Regions from separate parts of the Mus musculus genome. Here regions 2, 3, 4 and 5 are each linked to region 1. A link is a contact called in public HiChIP or PLAC-seq and promoter capture Hi-C data. All regions are on one chromosome and are shown on one strand. The core of a region is the stretch at or near the end of the contact, and the rest is flanking DNA. Distances in the headings are between cores, read along the strand shown. Region 1 holds the start of Snrnp40 (small nuclear ribonucleoprotein 40 (U5)). Region 2 holds the start of Ccdc28b (coiled coil domain containing 28B). Region 3 holds the start of Tmem39b (transmembrane protein 39b). Region 4 overlaps Khdrbs1 (KH domain containing, RNA binding, signal transduction associated 1). Region 5 has its middle 21 kb from the start of Laptm5.

Region 1 (3,493 bases), core at 267-2,766:
GCTAGCAGCCTGGTATGGGTTGAAAATCCCAATGTTGCCCAGGCTAGCTTTGGTTTTGTTGCTTTTGGTTTTGAGACCTCCTGTCTCAGCCTCCAGTGTTGGGACTAAGAGCATCATCCAATCTATTCTGTCCAATTTACTCCCCTGCTATCTCAAGATACTGTTAAACCTGTCTTCAGTCACAGCTCCAGCTTGGTTCTCACTGGCATTGCTGATCAGAACTACTGTTCATGCTCCCGAAATGGTCTATTTACTCCCAGTAAACCTCTTATCTTTCTCCAATCTCATCACACCATTAAGCCTGAGGGATCAAGTCCTCTTTTGCACCACATTCTGGAGGAGAGAGAAAACTATCGCTGGCTTCCTATTAATTTTAAAGTAAAAGCTTCAACTTCCTGCAAATCTTCATGACTTCCAGGTTCATCCCATACCATATTCACTTTAAGCTAGCGCTCTCGCTCTCGCTCTCTCTCTCCCCCCACACCGGCTCTTTGTGTCTCCCTCATCTTTCCGACTGATAGAACCTGCTGTTCTGTGCAGAACGTTCTCCCTTCCTCTCTTCCCCTAATTAGAACCGTCCCATCAGATAGGAACCGCTCAGATGTCTTTTCCTTTAAAAAGCCTTCAAGTTTATATTAGTAACTCACAGCAAGAGGCATCGCTTGTTTAGGTAGTCTTCCGATCAAATGGTTTTTGTTTAACATCAAATTTGTTTAACACGTTTCCCACACTCTGGGGTAGAGGACCATATTTCTTCAGAATGACCCCCAAACGCACTGCACAATAAATATCATTTGGACCACTTTCGAGAAGACCTGGCACGCAAGCATGATTGTTCGATTTCTCAACTAAACTGTGCTTCGGAAGAACCATCTGATACTTTCCTCATCACTGGCTGTCTCGGGGACATAAATTAAAGCCCTTTTAAAAAGACGGCTAAATCAGTGACAACTAAGTCCGCCGCCTCAGCCAAGTCCGGCACTGAAGCCTGGAGGCCAGGACTCGGGCCAGCACAGAGCTAGACGCAGAATTGGCATCCTGCAGAGCAGCTGTCAAGGGATAGCCGTCTGAGGGTTCGAGTCCTGGAGCCAGAGATGCCAAAGCTCCGCTCCAGCCTACCAAGGGACTTCTCTTTCCGGCGACACCTCCTGCCACCCCATGCTGCTAAGGCTGATAGCTGAAAAGGGCAGGCTCAGGCCTATCACCACCTCGCACCTTCCAGATTGGAACAGCCACCCGCCTGATTCCCCACACACTCACTCCGCGTCCGCGCCTAGCAGGACAGCCGCTTCATAGCTAGGAACGCCAAACCTGCTCCGCTCGTTCTCACCCACGATGCACTGCGCGCCCGAGGGGGCGGGGGAGAACGCCAGCTCCGCGACCCAATCCCAGAGTCGCCTTCTCGTGACGTCATCAGAATGGGACCAATCACAAGAGTGTATTCAGAGGGCTTTCCAGAAGGAAATGTTAGAAGCCAATTGGTTGCTCCTCTCCGGAAGTTCTGGAGGAAGAACTCAGTTGGAACCAATTGCGCGGCGCCTCCGGTCGGCGGCGCGGTTAGTGGCGGCGCCGAGGAGAGTGGCTGCCGCCATGATCGAGCAGCAGAAGCGTAAGGGCCCGGAGCTACCCCTGGTTCCCGTCAAGCGGCCGCGACATGAGTTGCTGTTGGGAGCGGCAGGAGCCGGCCCCGGAGCGGGGCCGCAGCAGGCGACTCCAGGGGCATTGCTGCAGGCGGTAAGTGGGGAGTCATCCCGCCTTTGGCCCTCCGCCCCTCTTCCTACGGATGATGTCGCCTCTGAGGGAACGGAAAGACAGTGAGCCTGAAGTTAAAATAGGCTTCTGTGAAGGTGCCTGGTGTTCTCTGTGTGGTTCATACGTGTTTCCCTAGTAGACGCCTGTTTTCAGCCCTTCAGTGGCATTGAATCATTTAAAACCTTGGCCTCAAAATCAAGACCCAAGCTTCCGCATCCTAAATCTTCAGGGGTTTAGCATAAAAGAAACATTCAGGAAAGTTTGCAGAGTGGACGAATGAATGAGAGGGGAGGCAATGGAAATGAATGATAGCTCGCTTTACTACCTGGTAGAACTTTTTTCTTTCTCTGCATTTATAATTGTAATTAACACTCGTTGGATGTTATCTTGGATGTTTTGCGTGTGAAATTTCCATTAACCATGGTACCTGACTGAAAGAAGCTGTTACTTTGCAAATGGGGAAGGCAAACTTTTTTGTATCCAGAAGATCCATGGCTCCAAGCCAGTGTAGGCTATTTATTATGGCAAAGTCCTGTTGAAAGAGAGAAGAGAAGAGATCTGTGTAACTATGATCTTTTTTTTTACCTTCTTGTTAAAACTGTTTTTATGTCATCTGACATCACTGCAGGTAGAGCTTAATTTAGTATTCCTGGTTTTTGTCTTTGAACCAAGGATTGGTTATTAATCCAGTAGCCAGGGGAATCATGGAAATATTAAGTCACATGGTATACTCTGCTGAAAACATTATGTTGGCTTTCTATTGTGCGTTTTTTTAAAAATCAAATTCTCTGTAATAATCCCCTCCTTACCTTGTTCATCTACCAGTTTTCTGGCATGTCACTTGGCTCAAGACACCGACTTATAATGTTCTTTCTTTCCTTGGTGCTTTTGCTGGAATGTTCTTTTAAATGCCCACATGGTCAGCTGTTTGCTCTTTCAAATCTTTGCTCAGACACCAGGTTTTCAGAGGGGCTTTCCTGACCACTGTGTTTCAAGTTGGAGTGTCCTGTAATCTGGAACCCATACTGTTTCTTCCCATGGCACTCAGCACTGGGTGGCTCTGTGTGCCTTTCTCTCACTTTCCACTAGAATGCAAGGTCTACTGTTTTACTGAGTGCTGTTTTAGGCGTGTGTGTGTGAGTGTGTGTGTGTGTGTGAGTGTGAGTGTGTGTGTGTGTGTTTCATATGTGGGGAGGGGGAACTCAGTGGCCAGAAAAGAATGTTGGATCCTCTGACCCTAAAGTTACAGCCCTTGAAAGCTGCCCATTGTGGATGCTGGGAACTGGACTTGGGTCCTTTAGAAGAGCAGTAAGTGCTCTTAACCACTGAGCCATCTCTTTAGCCAACATGTGACACTTTTTGAATAAAAATGTTGGATGAGTATGATCTTGGTACATTATTTGCATTTATGGATATATCAAAATGAAACCCATTGCTTATAGATAGTACATGATAATAAAAATAAGTAAGTCTGCCGGAATCTGCTAAAGAGATTTCAGGATTATTGGTAGTACACTTGTTCTTATTTAATGAGTAAGATTGCCTAGGTTTATTCTCCAAGATCATAATCAAATCTACTTTGCTAAGCCTGGCACAGTGATACACACTTGTTCTTAGGAGGACTGAAAATTTTAAGACCTTCCTGGGCTACATATTAAGACCCTGCTCATTCCCCCAAAATCTATTTTGCGTAATAAGCTGTACCATACAAGGTTTTTCAAAGGCTAGCTGGGTGAACTTG
Region 2 (3,493 bases), core at 259-2,758, 740 kb before region 1:
CACACTCACTCACTCCCTCCTCAGAGCTAGAGCCAGTGGTCTCTATGTACCTGAGGACACGTCGGGTCTACATCCCCAGTGAATGGGTAAGGCATTGGCTGCTGTTCAGCAGCGATGTCGATGTCTGCAGGTCCTCCTTACACAGTGCTCGGCTCACACCTGGGAGTCTCCAGTCTGGCCAAGAGCCCCTCCCTACTCACCTCTTGAACTTGGCTCGCTGCTTGGGTGATGGCAAATGAGGGAGTCCCAGAGCCAAGGAGCCACTGTGGCTGGTGGGCACAGGGACTCTGCGCAGTGTGCCTGGGGCCTGTGCTGGTTGGGTCAGGCAGGGCTTAGGACTCCGTTTCTTCTTTTTGTCTTCCATTGGGTGGTGTGTTGGACCTCAGGTCTGGGAAGGAAGGGGGCAAAATCATCCCTTCACTCAGCACCCTCTTTCGTCTGAGAGGAAGGGTCTTCAGATGTATCTTTGTCCATCAGTCAGGAGCTCTGTCCTCTTGTCTGTACAGGGTCATATGCCAGCCTGCTGCTGGACTGTAGCTATGCATCTGAAGGACCTCCCAAGGCCAGCAAAGCCCTTTTCTTCCTGACAGCCCCATCTGCCTGCTGGAGAGGGCTGGCCCAGACCAGGGTCATCTTGCTGTTTTCCTGTCACTACAGCCCAGAGCCTGGGGCTGTAGAGGAAGATGCTCAGGAGACAGGGTGGATGTGACTAGGGGAGCAAGCTGAGGATCAGGAGGCCATTTGCTAGGCAACGGTCTGTATATGGCAGCGGATACTGACTAACTGCATGAGGTGCAACCAAGGTAAGGCAGGGACACCTGGAAATACCCTGGTGTCAATCATATGGACCAGGAATAGCCGGCTCATCACTGGCCTCTCTTCCACTTCACTTCAACTACACATGCCAGGGCTGCCCAGAAGTTCCCAGGACAGCTTCTAGTCTCTTCTTTTTCTAGTTAGAAAGTCTTTAGGGGCTAGACCTCCAACAATGTAACTCTGACTTGATTAGCTTAGCTTGACTCCCCTACAGCCCCATCACCTAGGTATCTGGTCTGCTGAGGTCCTCTCCAGGGGAGGTCTCAGCTCCCTCACTTTACTTCCGAGAGGGCGATGGTCAAATCGGAACATTAAGCGTTTAAGCTGGCATGGAACAGCTGGGTGGCATCAGTGGGGCTCGGGGGTGGGGTGGGGGGTGGTGGTGGTGGGAGACAGAACTCTTTTTCTCTCCATGTAGCAGCAGTGTGACCCAGTAAGAGACCTGATGGAAGCGGCAGCCAGAGCGACTGTGATCCGCCTGAGATGTGCCTAAGGAAAGATTCAGTTCTCAATTCGGGCTTCAAAAAACAAGCATCAGGTGCGGCACCCCGCCCCCATCCTCCTCACTCCCTTCTCGCCCCCTTGGGGTTCTACTGACCTGGAAGTTTGGGGTCTGGAGTGTGAAACAGTGCTTCTTTGCAATCTCCCTTCACCCTGCTTTCTCTCTCCTCAGGGGAACTGGAGCTGGAGGGAGCTAAGCTGGCTGGAGATGATTTGCATTTAAAGAGAAAGTAGCCCTCTTTGGATTCCCTGGGAGCGGAGCCGGAGGAGAGTACTTCCGTCGATTTAACAGTTCCCCTTCCCTACCTCCCACAAGAACTAAAGGAGCACTGTTAGTTACGGGATATGGATTTAAAATCATTTCCTTTTCTTGTCACGTTTGGAGGGGATCCCTTACAAAATGGTGGTGGCTTTGTTTGCAGCAGGGGTGGTAGGGAAATGATGGGGCTAAATGAATGTGTGGGCAGAGGCAATATATAAGTATACGGGAAAATGAGGGGCGGACACCAGAAGGAACAAAGACAATCAGTACCCAGCACCCTGTTAAGCCTTTTATGTACATTCAATCCTGAGACATAACTGTTATCCCGATTTTACGGAAAATAATCAATTGTCACTCATTCCTGGGCACGGTCGCTGTCCTGTGACATCCAGATACTCCTAGCCTGTAAGCGCTGAAGAACTGACAGGGCCTCTCCCCACCTCCGAACCAGAGCAAATAGGATCCCAAGCAGGCTGGCAGGAGGTGGGGCGTGAGAGCTCCGGAAGGAGGCTGGCCCAGAACTGTTGGCGGTTGTGCTGCTGGAGGAGGGAGGTCCCACCAATGAGGCTATTTGAAGATCTGGCAGAGGAGTCTGGTTCAGATCTCCAGAACAGCATCCGATGCCACAGGAGAGGGTGTCAGGCTGCCCAGCAGGCTCAAATTAAAGCGACCTAGGCAACAAAGCATCCATCTTCCCTTTTCCTTTAGCAACAACAGTAGGTTTCCCTGGCTGTGGGCACCCAGAGGTGTTGCTTCTGGGATCTTTTCCAGGTGCTGTTAACATGCAAACTGCTCTAGGAAGCAACTCTAATCCAAGACTTCTAAACAACCAAGAACCGGAGGGAGGGGAGCACGCTGGAAGGTCCCTTTCCTCTCAGAATTGCTGCTGGAGCAGGGTGCCAGCTTCGTTCATCAAAGTGACAGTGGGCCCAGGAGCACCCGGGGTTGCCACCTTCAGCTGCTTCCCTGAGGAGCCAGAAGCTTTTGCGGAGCCACTTGCGCTTGCAAGCTCCTGATGCGGAGGCAGGAAAGGAATCCTCTCCACCCCTACTGGAGGACTTTTAGAATCAATTTGTCTACCGCTTCTGGCTAGAAGGAATCAAGGGACAGCCCCTATAAAGCTGAGCAGTTCCATCTTTTCTGCCCAACCAACCCAGAGACCTGGTGCTGGCTGAGGCCACCTACAGTGTCCCTTAGAGGAAACCAGCTGAATTAGGGAACTACTAAGGCCGCGCGCATGCGCATTTCCCCAGGAGGGCGAGAGCACAGACCCAGTAGCTTCCTACCCCTTACTCAGCTGTGTGAACACCTTCCTTCAATAGGTCCTCAAGGCCCTCTGGGTCTGCTCTGAACTCCTAAGGAACACCTAAACACAAACCTCATCTCTCCCCTCACCCTCCTGGGCACCTGTCTCACTAGTCTGCTTCTGCCTTTGGGTTAAAGGCATGTTCTCCCACACTAGGTTCAACTGAGTATTGGATGAGGTCATGACTTGTCTGTCCTTCTCAGGACTTCTGCTTTAAAGCTTTGTTTCCTCTCAGTAGCTACGTTTTTTTTTAAAAATTACATGTATTATATGAGCACCAGTGCATGAGTGGCGGTGGGTGTCAAGCTGTATATATGGAGAACAAAAGGCAACTTGAAGGAGCAGATCCTCTCTAGCATCTGGGGAGCCACCCCTCCTCCTCACGCCCTTTTTGAGACAGGGTCTCACTACAGCAAACTGGAACACTACATGTGCATCAGGCTGACCTCAGAGTGCTGGGAACAAGGGCACCCCACCTGGAGAGCCTCAGCCCCGCCCCTTGAGATAGGGTTTCTGCTCATATAAGCCTAGCTGATATTGCCCAAGGCAGCCTTGAACTCATAGCAACCATGCCTCAGCCTTTCCATGCTGGGATTGCAGCTGTACAC
Region 3 (3,493 bases), core at 392-2,891, 660 kb before region 1:
TAACTGATTGGCCTCAGGGTTCCAGCTTTGCCTCCCCGGTACTGGGACTGATTACAGGTGGGTTATTGCACCTGCCAGGCTTCTACCTTTTTTTCCCACAATTCACTCTCTGAGATTATCTTTTGTTTTGTTTTGTTTTGTTTTGTTTTGTTTTAAGATAGGGATTCTCTGTGTAACCCTGGCTGTCCTGGAACTCACTCTGTAGACCAGGCTGGCCTCGAACTCAGAAATCTGCCTGCCTCTGCCTCCTGAGTGCTGGGATTAAAGAAGTGCGCCACCACGCCAGGCGTGAATTCACATTTTAAGCGACTAAGTAGCACAGAATAGCCTCAAACTCACAACCCACCTGCCTCAGTCTCCCAAATGCTAGGATGACAGGATGACAGGCATGTGCTACCAGACTGTTATTTTTACTGCCAGTTCCCTTAATCCGGTTCACTGGACCAGTTTGGTAAGATTTTCAGAGCCTGAGTCCTGAGCTGCTCAGCGCTGGTATTTGCTGGATTTTATCTGGATCTGAGTCTCCAGACGCTACAATCTGGTCAGGTTTGAGACAAGTTTTCCCTCCAGGGCCCTGAGATCTAACTCAATGACCCACGGCCTGGCCTTAACGTCAGAATGGCCTTAGAAAGAGCGCTGTGGTTGGGAATCTCAAACTTAAGATTTTACAAAACTATATTCCCTAAGCTTAGTAGTCTAGCCTAAGATCCTAGGCAGCATCCTGCACTTAGCTCCCAAACCCTTAATCGAAGTTATAACTTCCTCAACTTCCTCACAGCAACACAGTAGCCTCCATTCATACACACGGTGCCCAAGCTTTCCTATCTCTGAAGGTTTTCTGACAGCTCTTCACAATATGCATGTCCAGAAAGCTGACTTCAAGCCCCAAACCGGAAGCTTTGTTCACACGCTGTTATATTTGGTTTGGTTTAGAACCCCCCCCCCCAACACACACCCTCAGCCCAGGAACTCTGCCCACACCCACTATCTTTTAGAAGCTCGGCACCCACATAAAGCCCCTAGCCCAGAAACCCCGCCCACACACAACTGTCAACCCCAAGACCCCGCCCACAAGCCGGGCAATGCTCTCTAGGACTGGAAGCTTGAATCGGAATGGACTCCCTTGGTGGGCTAGGTGTCCCTGCGGCCCCACCGCTCTCAGTGTAAACCCCTATAGTCCAGAAAATTCTCTCCCCCACCGGCAATCACAAAAGGCGAACCCTAAGCTCTCAGCCCCTCCCACCAGAGTGCCCGGCCCCCATCTGCAGACAGGAGAATTGTGTGCCCCAAAGAAAGCCTGAGCCCCTCCGAGCCCCTCTCCCTTTTGGAAGCTCCGCCTACCAAGCGGTGACCCGCCCCCTCAGGACCGGAGGGGCGGGGTCCCGCCTGCGCCGCGTCCCTTCCCCTCCCCCTCCCCCTGCCCGCGACTCCGGTCCGCGTGGGGAGGCAGTTCGCAGCCAGGCTCCCCGCTATCCCGCGACCCCCGAACGAGCCCAGCCAGCTCTGCTCACCCATCTCCTTCCCCCGGCGCTCTCCGCTCACCGCCGCAGCTCCTGCGGGCAATATGTCGGAGGCGACGGCGGCCGAGAGAGGACTAACCGCCGCAGCCCGGGCCGGGTATCAGCCGCACGCTCCCTCCGGCTGCTCAATTTGCATGCTAGGCGGGCTGGGAGTCGGGAGCGCGCTTCTTAAAGGGGCCGTTTGGACAAAAGCTGTGCTAACGCTCTTTGTCTTGCCTTTCCCCACGCCTTTCCCGCAGCTGCTGCTCAAGAGATTCTGGAGCGGGCGAACCCACCTCCCGTGTTTCTTCACCCTGTTCTGACTTAGAGGAGGACACCAGAGCGGCCTTTTGCCTCTAGTGAAGTCCTGTTTTTGTACAACACAGTCACCTCATACTCAGCGAGTCCCAAACTGGGCTTTCAGAACTCTTAGGCTTTAGTGTGCTTTGGCCCACCCCAGTCAAAATCTACGAGTCACTTCCCCTTTCCTCCAAAACTCTATATCCAATTTTTGGCCTCATCTTGATGACCCTAAACTCTATCCATTTCTCATGTTTGATTCTCATGTTCTCCACTGTTGATTTCACTGCCACCACCTTAGCTAAGAACCTGTGCCTGCCATTTTCAAATTTCGAAATAGTGTTAATGGGTATTAATAATAACCGCCTATTAGGGTTCTTAACATTTTAGAATTTGGTGTGCCGGAGAGAGGGAGGGATGCGCAGAGCAGTGGACTTGGGAAGACAACTGGTAGTAGTACTGGTTCTTCTACCATGTAGCCTAACACGTAGGCTATCGGGCTTGGCTACAAGAACCTTTACTTGCTGAGATATCTCGCCAGCCCTTTGATTTTGGTTTTTAAGACAGAGCCTCTGGTAGCCTGGGCTGTCCTTGAATTTGCTATGGATTAGAGGATGTCCTTGAATTTCTGATCCTGCTTCATAGTGTCGGAATTATTACTCTCACTATGACAGATTTATTCAGGGATGGAAATCAAACCTAATGCAAGCACAAATTATCTTGTAGGCATGGAAGATTAAATGAGACAATCCATGTAGTACCTGTTTTAATCAGTGTTAGCCATCATGTTTGGCAAACACTTAACAGAGGAAGCAAGTAGCTACTGTTATTGTTAGTGTAATTTCTTCCCTTGCAAGACTAATAAGCAGTCTATGGGGGTGAGGGTAGGAGATTAAAATTAGGGCCTCATACAGGCTAGGCAAGTGTTCTATCATTCAGTTATATTCTCAGCCTCATAAGCAATCTTTATATTATTGTTAAGTTTTTTTTTAATTTTATGTGAGTACACTGTAGCTGTAAAGATGGTTGTGAGCCTTCAAGTGGTTGTTGGGAATTGAATTTTTAGGACCTGTGCTCGCACCAGTCAACCCCCCTCACTGGGGCCCAAAGATTTATTATTATATATAAGTACACTGTAGCTGACTTCAGACACACCAGGAGAGGGCGTCAGATCTCATTACAGGTGGTTGTGAGCCACATGTGGTTGCTAGGATTTGAACTCAAGACCTTCAGAAGAGCAGTAAGTGCTCTTACCCACTGAGCCATCAAGCCAGCCCTGCTGTTGTTTTGTTTGACAAGTTTTCACTGTGTAGCCCTGGCTGTCCTGAAACTCACTTTGTAAACTAGGCTGGCCTCGAAAGGAGAGACCCACCAGCCTCTAACTCCCAAGTGCTAGGATTAAATGCGAGCACCACGACCATGACACCGGCTCCTCACAAGCAATTTTAATTGTCTGGTGACTTCACAGGTTATCATAATGCTTGACACATATTAATCAAACAAATTAGAAGATATTTATAGATTTTACAGATTTTAAATTATAAGGGCAGACAGACATGAAAATTAGTAAATTCTGTAGTATATTAGCCCCTAGTAGTATATTAGAAGAGAAAGCAGGATGAAAGGAAAAACGGGAGTGTCCAGATGCAGGTTTAAATAGGATGGGGAAAGAAAGCAGGCTTCCTTGAAATGAG
Region 4 (3,493 bases), core at 495-2,994, 640 kb before region 1:
CCGTACATTACTGTACAGTTCCCTTGAGAAACAACATTCTCCATAAGCAACATGATTGGCACGCAGTCCCAAAACCTGGAAAAATACAACACATTGCTCGAAGAAAGCAGTAAAGGAGCCAGTGAGTCTGCAATCAATGGCTATTCCTGTTCCCAACGTCACCAGTCAGCTTCAGTTAGGGTGGCACAACATGTTTGAGTTTTCACTCAGCCGGTAGCCACTTTCACTTCAAGAGCTCAGATTCCAGTCGTGTGCCTACGTGCTAGATTTCATGCTCTTTAGTTCAGTCTTTTCCCCAGCAAAATAGAAATGCAGTTTTGCCAAATACATACAGAAACTCTTGTAGTGTGCCTCACTGATGGAGGGGAGCACTGACACAAGGGTGGAGCACCATAATGTTGCTATGGCAATAGTGCAGTTCTATTCAGCTAAAAGTAGTAAAAATTATTTGGAGGAGGGCCGGTGTGGTGTCAGGAGGTGACTGGCTATATTACCCACGAGTTAAGCTTACTTTCTTATGAAAGGACAACTGGATTCCTTTTTTTTTCTTTTAAAAGATTTATTTATTATTATATCTAAGCACACTATAGCTGTCTCAGACACATCAGAAGAGAGCGTCAGATCTCATTAGGGATGGTTGTGAGCCACCATATGGTTGGGCTTTGAACCCAGGATCTTCGGAAGAGCAGTCTTAACCGCTAAGAACTCTTAACCACTGAGCCATCTCTGAAGCCCTTGGATGCCTTTTCTTAGCTCCCTCTGTAAAGCATCTTAAGAGGAACTGTTAGCAGCAAAGCCCCTTGGTAAGGAACTCAAGGGCACAGAGGACCTCTGCTTAAGAAGACTGCTCTTTCCCAGCACTCGGGAGGCAGAGGCAGGCAGATTTCTGAGTTCGAGGCCAGCCTTGTCTACAGAGTGAGTTCCAGGACAACCAGGGCTATACAGAGAAACCCAGTCTCGAAAAATCAAAAAGAAGAGGAGGAACAACAACAACAAAGCAAAACAAAATAAGACTGTTCTTGAGGCTGGAGAGATGGCTCAGCAATTAAGAGCACTGACTGTTCTTCCCAAGGTCCTAAGTTCAATTCCCAGCAACCACATGGTGGTCACTACCATCTGTAATGGGATCCAATGCCGCCTTCTGCTGTGTCTGAAGACAGCTACAGCGTACTCATATACATACATGTCTTCAAAAAAAAAAAGACTTCTTTACATATTCTGGCTGTTAACTCTTACCAATACGAGAAGGCTGTTCTCTCTGCATCACAGTGCTACAGAACATTGCACTCAGAGACCCATCAACACAAAGCCATATTTGGTTCCAAGGATATTTGAGCAATGTGTTTTCAAGCAAACCTCAGAGAAGGTTACCTTCCAAGCCTAACTGCTTTATGGGATTAGTAACTGAGCTAAGGACTGAGGATATAGCCGAGATGGTAGAGAACTTGTCTACTAGACAAGTCCTGAGTTCCATCTTTTAGGTACCACATAAAACCGGACATGGTAGCAAATGATGCAATGCCAGAATCAGAAAAATCAAGGTCACCATCAGCTCCATAATGCAGACCATCCTGAAGTATCAGACAAAATAAACGTGAAGTGTTTCCTAACTTGGAGGGAGCTTGGTGCTACTGTTCACGTGATTTAGCTGCTGCCTTAGTCAGGGTTTCTATTCCTGCACAAACATGACCAAGAAGCAAGTCTGGGAGGAAAGGGTTTATTCAGCTCACACTTCCCACATTGCTGTTCATCACCAAAGGAAGTCAGGACTGGAACTCAAGCAGCTGAGAAAGCAGGAGCTGATGCAGCGACCACAGAGGAATATTTCTTACTGGCTTGCTTCCCCTGGCTTGCTCAGCCTGCTGTCTTCTAGAACCCAAGACTACCAGCCCAGGGATGGCACCAACCAAAAGGGGCCCTCCCCCTTTGATCACTAATTGAGAAAATGCCTTACAGCTGGGTCTCATGGAGGCACTTTCCCAAAGCTCCTTTCTCTGTGGTAATACCAGCCTGTGTTAATTGACACACAAAACCAGTCAGTACAGCCCCAGTCCTGAAAACCTGATTTAATTCAACAGGTACTGTTTCCCCTACTTGTCGGCTCTACTAAGCTGCTTTCAGCTGGCATTTTCTTTGCAACAGTATTATTTTCAGAGAGTTCCAATTTTTTTCTTTTTATTGAGGAAGGGGGAAAGAGAATAGAGCTTTAAAAAAAAAGTTCTTAATATCTATCAACATTGGGCTGGAGAGATGGCTCAGCAGTTAAGAGCACTGACTGCTCTTCCAGAGGTCCTGAGTTCCAATCCCAGCAACCAGATGGTGGCTCACAACCATCTGTAATGAGATCTGACTCCCTCTTCTGGTGTGTCTGAAGACATAGTGTATTTATATATAATAAGTAAATAAATCTTTAAAAAAAAATTCTACCAACATGGCCAAGGGTATCAGTAGCAAAAGGCCCACCACCAGCTGAGTTAGGCATGCATTACCTAACAGAAACCAGTCAGCGAGACATGGGAAGTGTACCATTGTGGCACTGCAAGACCTAATCTCCAGGACACACAAACCATAGGATTTGAGAGCAGAACCCCAAAGTGACATCGACCACCTCAGCAGTCTTCTAATGGAATCTCCTCAGAGAAGTGATCGCCTGACTCCCAAGACTCCATCAGCCAATATTTTCCCAGACACTTAACTGCACATTTACCCCACCATAAACATAGAAACGCACCGTAGGCTTCGTAAGAATCTTGGAGCTCCCCATGTCCATAGTCATAATACTCTGACTCCCTGAAAATACAAAAACAAAACAGTAAAGGCTTTTTTTGTTACCATTCTTTCAATAGTCCACATCTCGGACAGTTTATTATCTATAAAATAGGGATAAATATATATTCTGCTCCATTCCTAACCCCAATAGTTAAAAAATGTATAAATCATGTATTTACCAAAAAGCCTAATTAAGTATAGCAAGGGGGGAAAACAATAAACATGTATCATACAATTTAATGTGGAAAAATAACAACCTAAATTGTGATTCTTAAAATATGATCATGTATGTAAAATTCATACAGCTCATCAGAGGAGAAGAGGAAAAGGTCGTTTTGTCCCTATCACAAATGTCTGAGATTCTTTTCCAAGCAATCATAGGCAAGACACATATATACACAAAATCAAAGCTGTATTTTAAGACAAAACAAAACAAAAAAACAAAACCTAGGTTAAGCTTCTACCTCATCTCCCGTGTGGGTGAGGTGGGTGGTGATCTGATTTGTCAGGAGATAAAGCCTCCTGCATGCCAAGATGTTCTTGAACTCTTGATCCCATGCTAAGATGAAATGCAGGACTTCATGCATGCTGGGGCAGCATCTACCAACTGCCCCACTTCCTTCTAGACCTGAGTGACATTTCTTAATAAAAATGATTTAATGGTATTTTTCTCTGATTCTTTGTAGCTCGAGAACTGTTCATCAACTAGCTTCAAAACCTCAAT
Region 5 (3,493 bases), core at 411-2,910, 530 kb after region 1:
TATTACAGAAGGCTTCTTCCCCCAACTCCTGCTGGGTTCTCCATGAGCCTTGTCAGCTCATCCCCTACCCTGCCCCCAGCAAGCCTTGGGACCCCTTTTGGAGGAGGCTTCTCTTTCTGAGCCCTTCTGCTAGTCTCGTGTGTGTGTGTGTGTGTGTGTGTGTGTTGTGGGGTGGGGTATGTATGTGTGTGTATGTGTATATGTGTGTGCACTTGTGCGTGTATGTGTGTGCATGTGTGTGTATGTGTGTATATGTGTGTATGTGTGTATGTGTATGCATTCATGTGTATGTGTATATATGTGTGTTTGTATATATGTATGTGTGTGCATGTGTGTATGTGTGTATATGTGTGTATGTGTATGCATTCATGTGTGTGTGTATATATGTGTGTGTGTATATGTGTATGTGTGTGTATGTGTATGCATTCATGTGTGTGTGTATATATGTATGTGTGAGTGTGTATATGTGTGTGTGCACACATGCTCATCATTCTTCCCCTACCCGCTCCCAGGGACCAGAGCTGACCACAGCTCAGGTGATGTCACCCTCCAAGACACTTAGCCATTTATGATGGCTTTAGGAGCTTCTCAGAGAGATGGCCCATTACCTGGAGAGTTTCTTCAATCCACATATAAAGGAAGGGGTCCACAATGGTGGAATGTCCATCTGTGCAGGTGCGAGGAGGGGAGACGTGAAATGTTGGGGTGTGTGTGGGTCAGCTCCCGTGTGCCCAGTCAGCCAGCTGCTGGAATCCCCAAGGCTTTGCTCTCCATTAAAGGGCTGGCAGTCAGTGACTCTTAGCTTCACCTCTGTTCAGAGTCTCCATCCCGTTTTCCTTTCCAGGCGGGAGGAGAGAGCCAGGTCAGGGTGTCTCCTTCCCTAAGACCAGTTGAGTAAGCCCTGTGTGTGTTCTTAGTCCTGGATGGGAAAGCCGGGGTCTTCGGTACCTTTTCAGCCTCCTTCAAGGTGGGTCTGTGTTCTGTGGCCATGTTTTAGATGTAGAAATGGAGGAACCTTGTGACTTATTATTGTGCACCTCCAAACACCCAAAGTCACACGGCTCCTAATCCAAAAAGGGCCTAAGCCATATCTCAGCTGCCTCCAGGAAGGGCCGCAAGGACGCTCTAGAGTGTCCATTCTCCATGGACCCACTATGGGCTGACTTTGCCTGATAAGGACCCTGTCCTTAATCAATGGCCTTCAGCAGGTCTGTGAGCCATGACCACAGCTATGTCACGGTTTCTAAATATGCCCCGGAGGGGGCAGAGGCTTCGGGGCACCCACATTGAAGCTTGACATGCTCAGGAGGGATGCAGACGACCTTGGGTGCTTTATCGCCAACGCATGCCTCAGTTTCCCCATACCACAGCGGCATTGGGTACATGTGGGTGCCGTTGTCACCTTCTCAGTCTCTCTTTGCCTTCCTTCACATGGGCTTCCATCTGGGCTGAGCTCCCTGCAGGGTAGAGGAAAGGACAGATGTAGGCATGCATGCTGTGTCTCGTTTCAGCTGTGTCTGGGAGCCATCTATTCCCGGGGCCCCACTTCTGGAACAAGGGCTCCGGTTCTAAGCGCTTGCCTAGTTTGACAACCCACATTGCCAGGAAGAGTACTCTCGGGCACACCTTTTTAATCTTCTCTACCACAGTTTAAAAGCAGAGACCTGCTGCCCTCTGGTGGCCGTTCCTTGGTATTGCCTGGCCCCGGTGGCCAAATCCTCTCGCCTGGACAAATCCTGTTTTCTTTCCTTGCTTGGGGGAAGGTAGGTAGAAGTAAGCTCCTGAAAGCCTGCTATCGCTCCTGCGCCTTCCAAGCCAAGGCCCTGGTTGGGACTTCCTTTCTTGTTTGGTGGAAACCTTTGTTCCTCGGAACTCAGCATGGTCATCCCTGCGTGAGAGCCCACACTGATGGGTGTGATCTGCTCAGCTTCAATCTGTTCTGATATTGTCAACTTGACAGAATCTGGAATTGTCTGAGAGATGGACTTCTGGGTCTCTCCGTGTGGAGAGCTATCTTGATTATGTTAATTAATGAGGTAAGACACATCTTAATTATGATGGGACCACTGGAAGGGCAGGGGACCCTGAACTGTACAAGATGGAGACAGCAAGCTAAGCTCTGGCATCCGTTCTGTCTCTGTGGTGCGATGCTTCTTGACTGAGGATGCAATGTGGTGTCTTGCCTCCATGGGTTGTAAGCTGGAACTTCGAGCTAAATAACACCTTTGTCCCTCAGTTTACATTTGTCAGAGTATTTTTTATCATAGCAACAGGGAAAGTGTCTAGAGACACTGCCCTTCTACAGACGTCCAAAGCCAGGTGTGGTGGCTCATGCATTTAATCTCAGCCCTCAGGAGGCAGAGGCAGGCAGATCTCTGTGAGTTTGAGGCCAGCCTGGTTTACAAAGCTAGTCCAGGACTCCAAGACAGCCAGGGTTGCTTTCTGAAAAACCCTGTCTGGGAAAACAAAACCAACCAACCAAACAAACAAATGAAGGACTCCTAGGGTCTCTGGTTCCAAGGGAAAGTATATAACAGTTCTACTCGAAAGATCCTTTGTTTTCTTAGAAGACTGTTACTAGCCTGAGTTCAATACTTCCCCCACCCCCTTTGAGTCAGGGTCTCATGTAGTCCAGGCTGCCCTTAAACTCAATATGTAGCGTAGGTTAACCTCTTGCTTTCTTCTCCTGTGTGCTGTGGACACCATGCCCTGTGGATACCACTACATTGTGTTGGGGATTGGACACTGAGCTTGGTGTGCTGTGTGTCCTAATGGCTCTCTGTTCCTGTGGTGAAGCCTCTACCCAAAGCAGCATGGGCAAGAAAGGGTTTATTTGGTTTACAAGTCACCGTCCATCAGTCAGGGAAGCCAAGGCAGGAGCTCAAGGGAGGACCCTGGAGGCAGGAACTGAAGCACAGACCATGGAGGAGTGCAGCTCACTGGCTTGCTCTTCATGCATCACTCTGCCACTTTCCTTACGCACCGCCTAGGTGTGGTGCCGCCCACAGTGGGCTAGGTTCTCCTACATCTATCAACAATCAGGAAAATGCCTCCCAGACTTGCCTGCAGGCAATTTCTCAGTTGACGGTTCCCTTTCCCCTGGTGTGTAGGTCTGTGTCAGGCTGACAAAAAAATGTGACACTAGGTGGCACTCGTTCAACTGAGTCAGGGCCCTAGACCCCCAGGTCCTAAATAACAGGCTCTAGATTACCAGGGTCCCAGGTCCTCAGGCCCCCAGGTCTCCAGGTCCCCAGGTCCCCAGCCTACCAGGTCCCCAGGTCCCCAGGTCCCCAGGTCTCTAGGTCCCCAGGCTTCCAGTCCCAAGCCCCCCAGGTCCCCAGAACTGTTTTACTGATTTTTAGTTAAAAAATGTTAGTAACAAGATGTATAACCTGAGAATATCCATTTATCTGTCGTTCACGCATAGTTGAGCAGCATCCAGCACGCTCTCCTCGTTGGGAGACTGTCACCAGTCTGCATCCCCAGAACACCT

Evidence for each region. Promoter capture Hi-C pulls out the DNA fragments that hold promoters and counts their contacts. HiChIP or PLAC-seq counts read pairs in DNA pulled down with a chosen protein or histone mark.
Region 2: a promoter capture Hi-C map of liver shows a contact between it and region 1, with 3 times the contacts expected there. The contact joins the promoter of Ccdc28b here to the promoter of Snrnp40 in region 1. A contact is called at or near these places in 3 of 39 promoter capture datasets (cranial neural crest, liver and pre-B cells), 2 of 484 Hi-C or Micro-C datasets (both in embryonic stem cells) and 1 of 115 datasets of contacts at active chromatin or transcription factors (bone marrow-derived macrophages).
Region 3: a contact with region 1 is called in a promoter capture Hi-C map of pre-B cells, with 2.2 times the contacts expected there. The contact joins the promoter of Tmem39b here to the promoter of Snrnp40 in region 1. A contact is called at or near these places in 4 of 39 promoter capture datasets (the 3T3-L1 cell line, hippocampal neurons, liver and 1 more) and 3 of 115 datasets of contacts at active chromatin or transcription factors (bone marrow-derived macrophages, embryonic stem cells and microglia).
Region 4: an H3K4me3 HiChIP or PLAC-seq map of bone marrow-derived macrophages shows a contact between it and region 1, with 4 times the contacts expected there. The contact joins the enhancer-like site here to the promoter of Snrnp40 in region 1. A contact is called at or near these places in 3 of 39 promoter capture datasets (hippocampal neurons and liver), 1 of 484 Hi-C or Micro-C datasets (embryonic stem cells) and 3 of 115 datasets of contacts at active chromatin or transcription factors (bone marrow-derived macrophages, embryonic stem cells and stem cell-derived neural progenitor cells).
Region 5: a contact with region 1 is called in a promoter capture Hi-C map of hippocampal neurons, with 4 times the contacts expected there. The contact joins the enhancer-like site here to the promoter of Snrnp40 in region 1. A contact is called at or near these places in 5 of 39 promoter capture datasets (cranial neural crest, hippocampal neurons, liver and 1 more), 3 of 484 Hi-C or Micro-C datasets (CD8 T cells, embryonic stem cells and regulatory T cells), 5 of 115 datasets of contacts at active chromatin or transcription factors (embryonic basal ganglia, embryonic midbrain, embryonic stem cells and 1 more) and 1 of 9 other capture datasets (adipose tissue).

What each region holds. Positions count from the first base shown.
Region 1 is chr4:130,358,616-130,362,108 of GRCm38.p6, forward strand. Snrnp40 (small nuclear ribonucleoprotein 40 (U5)) reads left to right here and starts at 1,517. Exons shown (of 10, transcript NM_025645.2): 1 at 1,517-1,734. The coding sequence starts at 1,591. Zcchc17 (zinc finger, CCHC domain containing 17) reads right to left here and starts at 1,377. Exons shown (of 8, transcript NM_153160.5): 1 at 1,261-1,377.
Region 2 is chr4:129,622,400-129,625,892 of GRCm38.p6, forward strand. It overlaps Ccdc28b (coiled coil domain containing 28B), which reads right to left and starts at 1,509. Exons shown (of 6, transcript NM_025455.2): 1 at 1,415-1,509; 2 at 201-388. The coding sequence starts at 364. Gm34305 (a long non-coding RNA gene) reads left to right here and starts at 387. Exons shown (of 4, transcript XR_376684.4): 1 at 387-803; 2 at 1,235-1,354; 3 at 1,490-3,493.
Region 3 is chr4:129,695,204-129,698,696 of GRCm38.p6, forward strand. It overlaps Tmem39b (transmembrane protein 39b), which reads right to left and starts at 1,642. Exons shown (of 9, transcript NM_199305.2): 1 at 1,512-1,642. The coding sequence starts at 1,515.
Region 4 is chr4:129,716,352-129,719,844 of GRCm38.p6, forward strand. It overlaps Khdrbs1 (KH domain containing, RNA binding, signal transduction associated 1), which reads right to left. Exons shown (of 9, transcript NM_011317.4): 8 at 2,732-2,790. Among named protein-coding and RNA genes, the nearest start is that of Tmem39b, 21 kb to the left of the region's middle. Within about 2 kb of position 1,745, at least 3 of the 459 cell types and tissues checked have an H3K27ac peak or open chromatin away from gene starts, as enhancers often do. A contact at or near this core is called in bone marrow-derived macrophages, where this site is marked.
Region 5 is chr4:130,890,756-130,894,248 of GRCm38.p6, forward strand. No RefSeq gene overlaps it. Among named protein-coding and RNA genes, the nearest start is that of Laptm5, 21 kb to the right of the region's middle. Within about 2 kb of position 1,661, at least 4 of the 459 cell types and tissues checked have an H3K27ac peak or open chromatin away from gene starts, as enhancers often do. A contact at or near this core is called in hippocampal neurons, where this site is marked.